Regions from separate parts of the Sus scrofa genome. Here regions 1 and 3 are each linked to region 2. The links are chromatin contacts, called in public promoter capture Hi-C maps. All regions are on one chromosome and are shown on one strand. Each heading gives the region's core, a stretch centred on a gene start, on an enhancer-like site or on the middle of the called end of the contact. The rest is flanking DNA. Distances are from core to core; before and after follow the strand shown.

Region 1 (3,010 bases), core at 173-2,672, 210 kb after region 2:
TTTGCTGTGGCTGCAGTGTAGGTCACAGACACGGCTTGGGTCCCGAGTTGCTATGACTGTGGTATAGGCTGGCAGCTGTAACTCTGACTCAATTCCTAACCTGGGGGCTTCCATATGCCACAGGTGTGGACCTAAAAAGCAAAAATAAAAAATACATATTTGAGAGTATGGTCATATATCCCACACTTAAAGTCATGAAACTGAAGATCACCAAGGAAGTGAGTATAAGCAGAGGAAGAACTGAACCCCAGGACGCTCAAAATCCACCAGGCCTGGGAGAAGGAAATTCTGCAAAGGAGGATAAAAAGGAGCAACCAAGGACGTAGGAAAGATCTGAGTGTGGTGTCCTTGGAGCCAAGTAAAGCTAGAACTCCTAAGGGGGAGGCAGTGATCGGTTGTCAGCTAAGTAAGGATTCGGCGTTGCCGTGAGCTGTGGTGTAGGTCACAGATGTAGCTCGGATCCCACATTGCCCTCTGTGGTGTAGGCTGGCAGCCACAGCCCCAATTCCACCTCTAGCCTGGGAACTTCCATATGCTGCAGACACGGCCCTAAAAAAAATTAAAGGAAAAGAGATAGGAGTTCCCAATGCAAGGGGATTGGCGATGTCTCTGCAGTGCGGGGATGCAGGTTCAGTCCCCTGCCCAGCACAGCAGTTCCCGCAGTTGCATAGGTCACAAAACAATGGATACTCCATGTGCCACAGCCCAGCCAAAAAAAAAAAAAAAAAAAAAAAAAGATGGTAGAAATAACAGTATGTTTCTACACTTGTGGAAATCGTAATGGTGGAGAGAGAATTCCTGGGACCAAGGACTACAACTACTAAGAACTGAAGCTCAGGGACTGGCTTCCCAAAGGCATAAGTGATAAGGTTCACAGTTCTCCCCAGGCTGTGGAGTCTGGATTACTTCAGGCAAGAAAACGAATCTCTAATTGGGATCAAAGCAAGAATTTCAGGAGATAGCTTGACCTTTTATCATCTGCTTACTTCCCAGAAGTCACTTGTAATTTTCTCCTTTGGGTCAGAACGCCCCGAGAGTGTAAAGGATTGGAGGCAGGTGAGAATTAAAAATAATAAACATCTTCAAAAGGAAAGTAGTTGAGGCCAGTTAGAGTGTGTTTTAAATTGTATTGTTTCTCCACCTAGTGGTCAGATATCGGCTAGCTCTACTTTCTGCTCTTTTACACAGCTGAAGAGGAACTGAAATGGGTCAAAAGAGCTTGTTTATCATTTTCACTGTTCAAATCCACATCTTTAGGGTAACATATCTCTGGGTACCATTTTCAGAAATTAATTAAAAATTTAACAGTATAATTCTTCATGTGAAAACAGAACCAGAGGATGAATACTTTGGTATACGAAGCAAATTATATGGTTATTAATAGTAATGAGACAGGAAAAGTGAAGTAATAAGAAGTAATAAATAATGGAAATGACTAAGGTTGGAAAAGGAAACGCTGAACAGTTCTTACCCTGAGGTCATTCTTAGTCAGTGTAAGATTTTTTTTTTTTTTCCTGGCTCTAAATTTGGAGGAAAAGTAAGAATTTACCACCATAACCTTTTTATCAATTAGGAATGCTTAACATTTTCTGGAATTGAAGCCTTGCCATATCAGTCATCCATGACCAGGCAGTCTTACCTAAGTCCACTGGGAGAGCATTGGCTTAAACAATTCATAGTTTTGTAATTCCTCATGCGTTAAATACCAGAAGACATGTTCCAGAGAAAAGTTCACAGGATTTCGTTCTCAGTGAGGGCAGGTATGGCACAAAGTTTTCTGTGTCACTTGATTTCCTCCTGATTCTTAAAAAAAACTGACAATGAGAGGCTGAAGCCATGAATAAAGGTCATGAATAGCCAATAAAGTTTAAAGGTCAACAACTTCACATCTTCAAATGTCAGGAAATAGAGCTCTAATAGCTTTCGAAACATGACAGTCAGAACATTACATTGATTTTGCCTCTCCAATTTAATTCTGCATGCATAAAAACAAAGAACTGTGGTGAAAGGCCTTCTCGAATAGATGTCCTATTGTAACAGCTGAGGAAGAAAAGCTTCCTTTTCTTCTTAGACTGCTCCCTCTGCTTTGTTTTCTAGGACTTGGGATGTGACTAATTTTGTTATTGGTCTCTTTAACTCTGTGGAGCTTTTCTCAATGCCTGGAACACTTTCTTTGAGCAATTGGTGACAGTTTGATCTCGGTCTGTCCATGACACTCACCTGTCTCTCCCCTTCATCTTTTATCCTTCACTGCTATTCCTATTCTTAACCCTATTTCCTATTTAGTGACGATTTTCACTTCTACATATTAAACCTATGAATTCACAGGTGAATTCAGACCTATATAAAATTAAATAAAATTTGTATGCTATAATGTTGGGTCCATGAATATGCATGTGCATGCAAACATTATCCCCAAGTATAAATGATTTGCATTCAAGTGCAGGCACATAGGTTTAAATGTGCTGTGCAGACACCCTTCATTTTGCAAATATTTGTTATTCATCCAAGTGTTTCAGGAAGTAAACTGCAACCCCAGTAGTACATATATATATATTTTTTGCTTTTTAGGGCCACACCCACAGCATATGGAAGTTCTCAAGCTAGGAGTCGAATCAGAGTTGCAGCTGCCAGCCTACACCACAGCCACAGCAGTGCGGCATCCGAGCCACGTCTGCCACCTACACCACAGCTCATGGCAACACCAGATCCTTAACCCACTGAGCAAGGCCAGAGATGAAACCCGAATTCTTTTTTTTTTTTTTTTTTTTTTTTTTTGGCCTTTTGTCTTTTTAAGGCAGCGCCCATGGCATTTGGAGGTTCCTAGGCTAGGGGTCAAATCGGAACTGTTGCTGCCAGCCTACGCCAGAGCCACAGCAACGCAGGATATGAGCCGCGTCTGCAACTTACACCACAGCTCACGGGATGCCGGATCCTTGACCTGCTGATCGAGGCCAGGGATTGAACCCACAACCTCATGGTTCCTAGTCAGATTTGTTTCCGCTGTGCC
Region 2 (3,098 bases), core at 547-3,046:
TCTCAGACCTATACATACTGCGTCCCTAGAAGTTTAATGGGAGTCCAGTGGATAAGACCTATGCCAGAACAACCTCAATTATGTCTAGTATAAAAATTCATCAGTGAATTCTTGATTCCTGCCTTTTACCCTTTGTCTACCCTATTCTCTCTTCGGCCCTGTCTAACCTCATCGAAACACAACTGTGTGAGCTGGTCCATGCTGGCGTAGACGACTCAGGAGAGCTTCTGAATGAGGTGGGTAGAGCAACGATGAAATGTCCTTAGCGCTAGGACACTCTTAAACACTCTCCCCTGTTTAAAAGTTCAAGGCTCTCATTCATTTCAAGAAGACCTAGAGCCACAGGGAAGATGACCCTAAGGCCGACCTTGCTTGAGCATAGAAGTCTTGGTATTAACTTTGACTTCTCTAAGGAATAAGATGAACTTGGCGGGGTAGGTGTCATTGATAGACATTTACTGTTATGGGGTGTTTGGCAATATTGCCTTACCTTTCCCCTTAACTGAAACATTTGGTGTCTTTCTGGCAACAATGAATAGAATACAGAGAAACAGTCTCCACACATAAGCAGCTTCCACTAAGCCACAGATGAGCTGGAGAAGGCTGCTGCTAAGAGCATGTTGCACAAGTTATCTGGCTTATCTGGATGCTCTGCAGTATATCTAAGCCACTGAACCTCAGTGATATTTCCATGTGGCTTAAGCAAGATCTTACCAGAGATTAACCCTTGCTCATGTGTGCAAGGGGATAACACTAACTTAAGTGCAGTAGGAACTTCTGTTGACCCAGCAGAAGGAGGTGCTTACTGAAGTGTCCCTGCAAAGTGAAAACAGACCTCCTTTTCAGAGTCTTTAGTAGCAGTGATGTTCAGCGGGCTGCAAGTTCAGCTCTTGGGGTAACCCTGTTATCCCTGAAGAAGGTTTCATTTAGGCGTCTCATAGATCTAAGCTAAACACTGAACTTTAAGCCAGCGTGCCTCCCAATTCCTCACATATAAGCAAGACAAAGGGAGAAAGTATTACTTTCCTCAAGATAAGTTTGCATTTGTGAAGGGCTTTACCATTTTTCCCAACATAACTTCATTCTGCTGCTACTGTAATTCTGCCAGGTGGGATCTGTTACCATTCCAGCTCATCTGAGAATGTCATCCAGTGCTTTAAAATGGCTACAATCTGCTTCAACTCTCAGTGAATGGTTTCCGTGGTATTTTATTGCAAAACTGTACATCTGAAATACTTTTTTTTTTTTTGCCTTTTTGCCTTTTCTGGGGCTGCTCCTGCAGCATATGGACGTTCCCAGGCTAGGGGTCTAATCAGAGCTGTAGCCGCCGGCCTACACCAGAGCCCAGGATCTGCGCCATGTCTGCGACCTACACCACAGCTCACGGCAATGCCACAATCTTAACCCACTGAGCAAGGCCAGGGATCGAACCTGCAACCTCATGGTTCCTAGTCAGATTCGTTAACCCCTGAGCCATGACGGGAACTCCTGAACTACCTTTTCTATAGAAGTTGGTAAAGCTAAAAGCTTGATTTCCCCAGCCTCCCTTGTACCTAACTGTGGTCATGTGACCACCTTCTGGCTAATGAGACAAAGCTGAGGTCTCATTCAGCTGTGTAGGGAGAGCTTCTCAGTCAATGATTTCAGACTTCCCCATCAAATGATAACCGCGGTATCTCCAGACGCAGACAGAGTGGTGAGATCCTGTGTCTTTCCTGTGAGGAACACAAGGAGGGGAAAAAAACAGAGGATGTGGCTCACTCAGGAGTTTGGCTGACCCTGCAGTAAGCTGAGGAGTGAGGACTCTGACCTATATTCCTGGAACAGGTTCACTACAAAGTCTCCTGGTGAAAGACAGGTGCTCTCCAACAGTCACTGGTGAATATTTAATCTATTTTAACCGTTGGAGGAGATTGCTCAATCATTAAAAACCTAATTCTTGCTGGGAAATGTTATGCTTTAACGAACTCCCTTCTGTTAAAAACAAGTAAGTCTCATGGTCGAAGGTGATACGCCACACATGGACACACACAGGCTGTGTGGCAGCAGCCCTGTTAACATGTCCTAATTACAGCAGTGCTGACAGACAAGGCTCAGCCATGGGTCATCTCACTTAATGAGGGACTGAGCCCCTTCATTGTCCCTTGCTTCTCTAAAACTATGTGCTTAAATAGTTTTGTGCTATGTGCTGAAATCCTATGAGGGCCAATCTCCAGGGATGTGTGGACTGCTCGGTGGCAAAGAAACTGGGCTTCTGGGGGGACACAGATGAAGTGGCTATACAAGGAGGGGGAAAAAAATCCTCTGAAAGTTTTCATGACTAAATTTTCTTTATGTTAGTATGGAGTTTTCTGTCAATTTTTTTTTTCATTTGCTTGACTTCAATCACTATTATTTTACCCAAATTGTAGGAAAGGAAAATGACTGCTGTTCCAAAAGTTAGAGGGTGACCCTACTGGGCTGAGGCTGTGTTTTGGATGTTTCTGGAGTGTGTCCGAGGCTGCCTCCACCAGGTACCTACTTACAATGATTGATCATCACAGAACCTTTTGTTTGGGGGGGAGCTAAGAGGAGTGTTGGGAGACAGGAACCAACAGAGAGGGGTGAGGAAGAGAATAGAAGGACTGGTAAGACATTTGCCTTCTCACCTCTGTCACTGGCCTGTGAAACTGGTGTAGAGTCCTGATGGTGGAAACAGCAGGGCTAAAAGCAGGAGGAATTCTCTTCTTTTGACAAAAGACCTTGGACACAGGCAGACCATTCATAGGCCACATGACCATTGGTAGTGAATGGACAACAGGAATGGGGAGGCTCGTGGTGGCTAAATTTAGTAGGGGGTTATGTTTTTTCCCATGAAAGCCTAGATTGCTGACTACTGGTGTTGGCTCAGCAACTCAGCAAGACCCTCAAGGACACAGACTCCTGGCTTTCACTCCAACTTTTGTAGCTTTTGGCTGTCTCTTAATTTGATTTGCTTATGGTCACAAGATGGCTGCATAGTTCCAAATGCAATGTTACCATTCAAGGAAGGGCCGAAAGGGAAAGGCATGACGTTCAAGGTCTGCTCCTGGTACCAGGCATTTCAGTTTCCCCCAAGG
Region 3 (2,916 bases), core at 106-2,605, 190 kb before region 2:
GGAGAAAAGAATAAAACTGCATAGGTCCAGGCAGGAGACAATGACAGGCAGGCTAAAGTCGTGACAACTGGCCCTCTCTTTTGGGACCCAACTCTCCAGTCTTTATTCTGAGACCTACACAAGCAAGTGGAGGGGAAAATCACCTATTAGGGTGAGGAACAATGAAATCACTTTATGTAAGTATCTGGATATTGAGGAAAACAGGACCAGTTCTCAGGTTAGGCTCAGAAAACTATGAGAGAGAAGGTGATTTTATATTCCGACTCTACTCTCTTCCTTGAACCTATCTCCTCATGGACCTCACGATTTCCATCCTTGTTGGCCAAATGCTAGCTCACAGTGCTCTCATTTTGTCCCAGAGAGGCCCAGGTCTCCCCACCTATTGTCTCCCCAAAACCCTCCCTTCAACACCCACTGCCTCTGGCTTGAGCCTTCTGCCTCAACCTACCTTCTTCAAAGAAGCACTTCCCAATCACCAATGTCATCCCCATCATCAGGGCGTGGTTAGTTAACTGGCTAACTGTTCCCGCTAAAAACACTGTTCACTATAATGTTACTTTACTATCTTGAAATATTTAGATTTTGAATGAATGTCTCAGGGAGTTCCCTGGTGGCCTTTCAGGTTAAGGATCTGGCATTATCACTGCTATAACTTAAGACACTGCTATGGTGTGGTTTTGATCCCTGGCCCAGGAACTTCTGCATGCCATAGGACGTGGCCAAAATAATAATAACAATGATAAATGAATGTCTCAGATGGAGAATACCTTCGTATCCAAAAAGCAGTCTCTTACATAAGCCAGTTGAGGGAGATGTTCTTAAGCAAGGAAAACAATTAGGAGTAGGTCTTAAACCCAAGCCATGCAGGCAAGTTCTCAGTGTGTTAGCCCCCATCTCAGCCACTTCCTAACAGAGTATGTGAAGTGTGTCCTATGCTGTTTCCTGGTCTGCACAGATGATACCAAACACCATTCTCTTATCCTAGAAATACATTTTAATGAGAGTAGCACATTCAGAGCCAGAGACCAGTGCCTGAACATTCCAGAACCTATAATGATCATGCTGCGTGCTACAAAACTTCTGATGGTGTCAGTTCCCTTGCTGTAATACTCTCATACCCACTGACAAACTTTCTAAGTCATTGTTTTTGATGGGAATAGAAAGGCAGAGAAAAAGGTGACTCTGGACCAGCACTGGGTTGGTAGATAACAGTATATCTGGCCTCAGCTTGAGATGCAAGATGTCTTTCACCCACCAGAGCATCAGCGCCCTGGATTGAGGCAATTTTTTTTTTTTTTAACTCAGTGATTCTAACATCTGCCTCTTGGGTGAATAAATAACCCAGCACCTTCCTTCCAGTGGCATCAGGTCACACAGTAATCTTCATCACACCATCTTCCACAGGCACAGAGAGGCAGAGGCCTCCTACGGCCACAGCACCCAGATTTTCTGCTCTAAATAAGCCGTGCATCCAGTTGGACCTGAAAATATATTGCCTGCAGCCAGTTGCTCCTGAGCCACTGCTGAAGTCGTGCAACAATTATCAATCCAGCAAGGCTAAAAGACAAGTCACCTGGAGGCCTGGTTACTCTGTGGCTTGGCAGCTCTACCACCACATCGGTGCCACTCTGCCTTGGACTCTGTGGGACTTTTGGCATCAGATTCCCTTCCACGGAAGGAAGAGACAGTCACTGCTTCTACCACAGGTGAGTTAAAAGGCATCTGTTTTTGAATAAATTTCGCCCAGTTTGCATGGAGGGAGGCAAGATCGAGAAAGCTGAGCTGAGCTGAGAGAGGCTGGGATGCTTGGGCTGACTTGGCAGATGACAGGTTTTGTTACAGATTTCTAAAATAATGTTGCTTTAAGAACAGAAAGAAAGCCCAGCCAAGAAACATCAACAGTAAGTTTTCCTTCTTTTTCCCCCCGAAGATATGCTGAAGCCAGGTTTAATTTTATGTCAGGAAAGAATTCCCTCCTGAGACTTTCCTGGCTACGGTTCAGTTGAGGATAATGTTTTCCAGCCATGCTTCCAGAGCCCCTCAAAGACTGAAGGGAAAACGGCAAATAGGCACGAAGCCTCACTTTGAAGCAGCAGGGGGAGCTGTTATGATAAAGAAACTGGGTGGTTTCTTCTTGGTCGGAGGTTATTTCAGAAATTCAGGCAACGTTCTCTACATTTTATTTTCAGCACCGGGGAGTACCTAAAGAATAAAATATTTACAGATGCTAGCAGATTTTATACCTCTGACTTTAATGCAAAGACTTCATGTTATATTTTACATCAAAAGGGAAGAAGTTGCTAGCATCTGCAATGCGTGACTATGCCGTGATTACTTCCATCAGCATGTAATAAAGCATAGCTCATTCGATATATTGCAATTCCAAAGTCCCTGATGGAAGTGGATGTTTAATGTTGGACTTCCAGGGCATAAAAAAGAGCCATTGTTACAACCTCACAAAAATTTACCTACCCTCACCACATAAGGCATCTCAGTTCTGCCCAGTAATTATTTCTGTCCAGTAATTTTGGTTTTCAAATTGCTTGAGCCCATTTAAAAACTGAGAGAGAGAAAGGTAGGGAGGCCAGACTCACTACTTATCTTTAGAAACAGCCTTTCTTCCATTTCTTATTGGGTTGTTTTGAAGTCCTACTTACAAACGCACAATGTGACTTCGCACAGAGTTAAGAATTAGATGACTATGTTATTTGTTGCTATATGTATTATACTATGCTACTTGCTACTATATGTTACTATGAAAATGTTAATGCATTTTAGCTAATTCTCATGGCCACCTACCTCTGATGACTTGGTTCCTTCTAGCATCAACAGAATCCTTATGCATAAAACCTTCTGAGGCTAAAATTTGACAATTATCAGTGTTTCTTGTACACATTTCTGTGATTGTTGCTTATA

What was found. Promoter capture Hi-C pulls out the DNA fragments that hold promoters and counts their contacts.
Region 1: a promoter capture Hi-C map of liver shows a contact between it and region 2, with 3 times the contacts expected there. The contact joins two enhancer-like sites. A contact is called at or near these places in 1 of 5 promoter capture datasets (liver), 1 of 47 Hi-C or Micro-C datasets (embryonic fibroblasts) and 1 of 2 datasets of contacts at active chromatin or transcription factors (alveolar macrophages).
Region 3: a promoter capture Hi-C map of liver shows a contact between it and region 2, with 2.3 times the contacts expected there. The contact joins the promoter of DAB2 here to the enhancer-like site in region 2. A contact is called at or near these places in 3 of 5 promoter capture datasets (fetal liver, fetal skeletal muscle and liver), 17 of 47 Hi-C or Micro-C datasets (adipocytes, alveolar macrophages, blood and 11 more) and 1 of 2 datasets of contacts at active chromatin or transcription factors (alveolar macrophages).

The regions. Positions count from the first base shown.
Region 1 is chr16:24,379,078-24,382,087 of Sscrofa11.1, reverse strand. The region is part of intron 3 of FYB (FYN-binding protein); the gene reads left to right. Among named protein-coding and RNA genes, the nearest start is that of FYB, 130 kb to the left of the region's middle. Within about 2 kb of position 1,422, at least 9 of the 83 cell types and tissues checked have an H3K27ac peak or open chromatin away from gene starts, as enhancers often do. A contact at or near this core is called in liver, where this site is marked.
Region 2 is chr16:24,587,344-24,590,441 of Sscrofa11.1, reverse strand. No RefSeq gene overlaps it. Among named protein-coding and RNA genes, the nearest start is that of C9, 13 kb to the right of the region's middle. Within about 2 kb of position 1,796, at least 7 of the 83 cell types and tissues checked have an H3K27ac peak or open chromatin away from gene starts, as enhancers often do. A contact at or near this core is called in fetal liver and liver, where this site is marked.
Region 3 is chr16:24,775,376-24,778,291 of Sscrofa11.1, reverse strand. DAB2 (disabled homolog 2) reads left to right here and starts at 1,355. Exons shown (of 16, transcript XM_021076650.1): 1 at 1,355-1,706. The region is part of intron 2 of LOC102163534 (a long non-coding RNA gene); the gene reads right to left.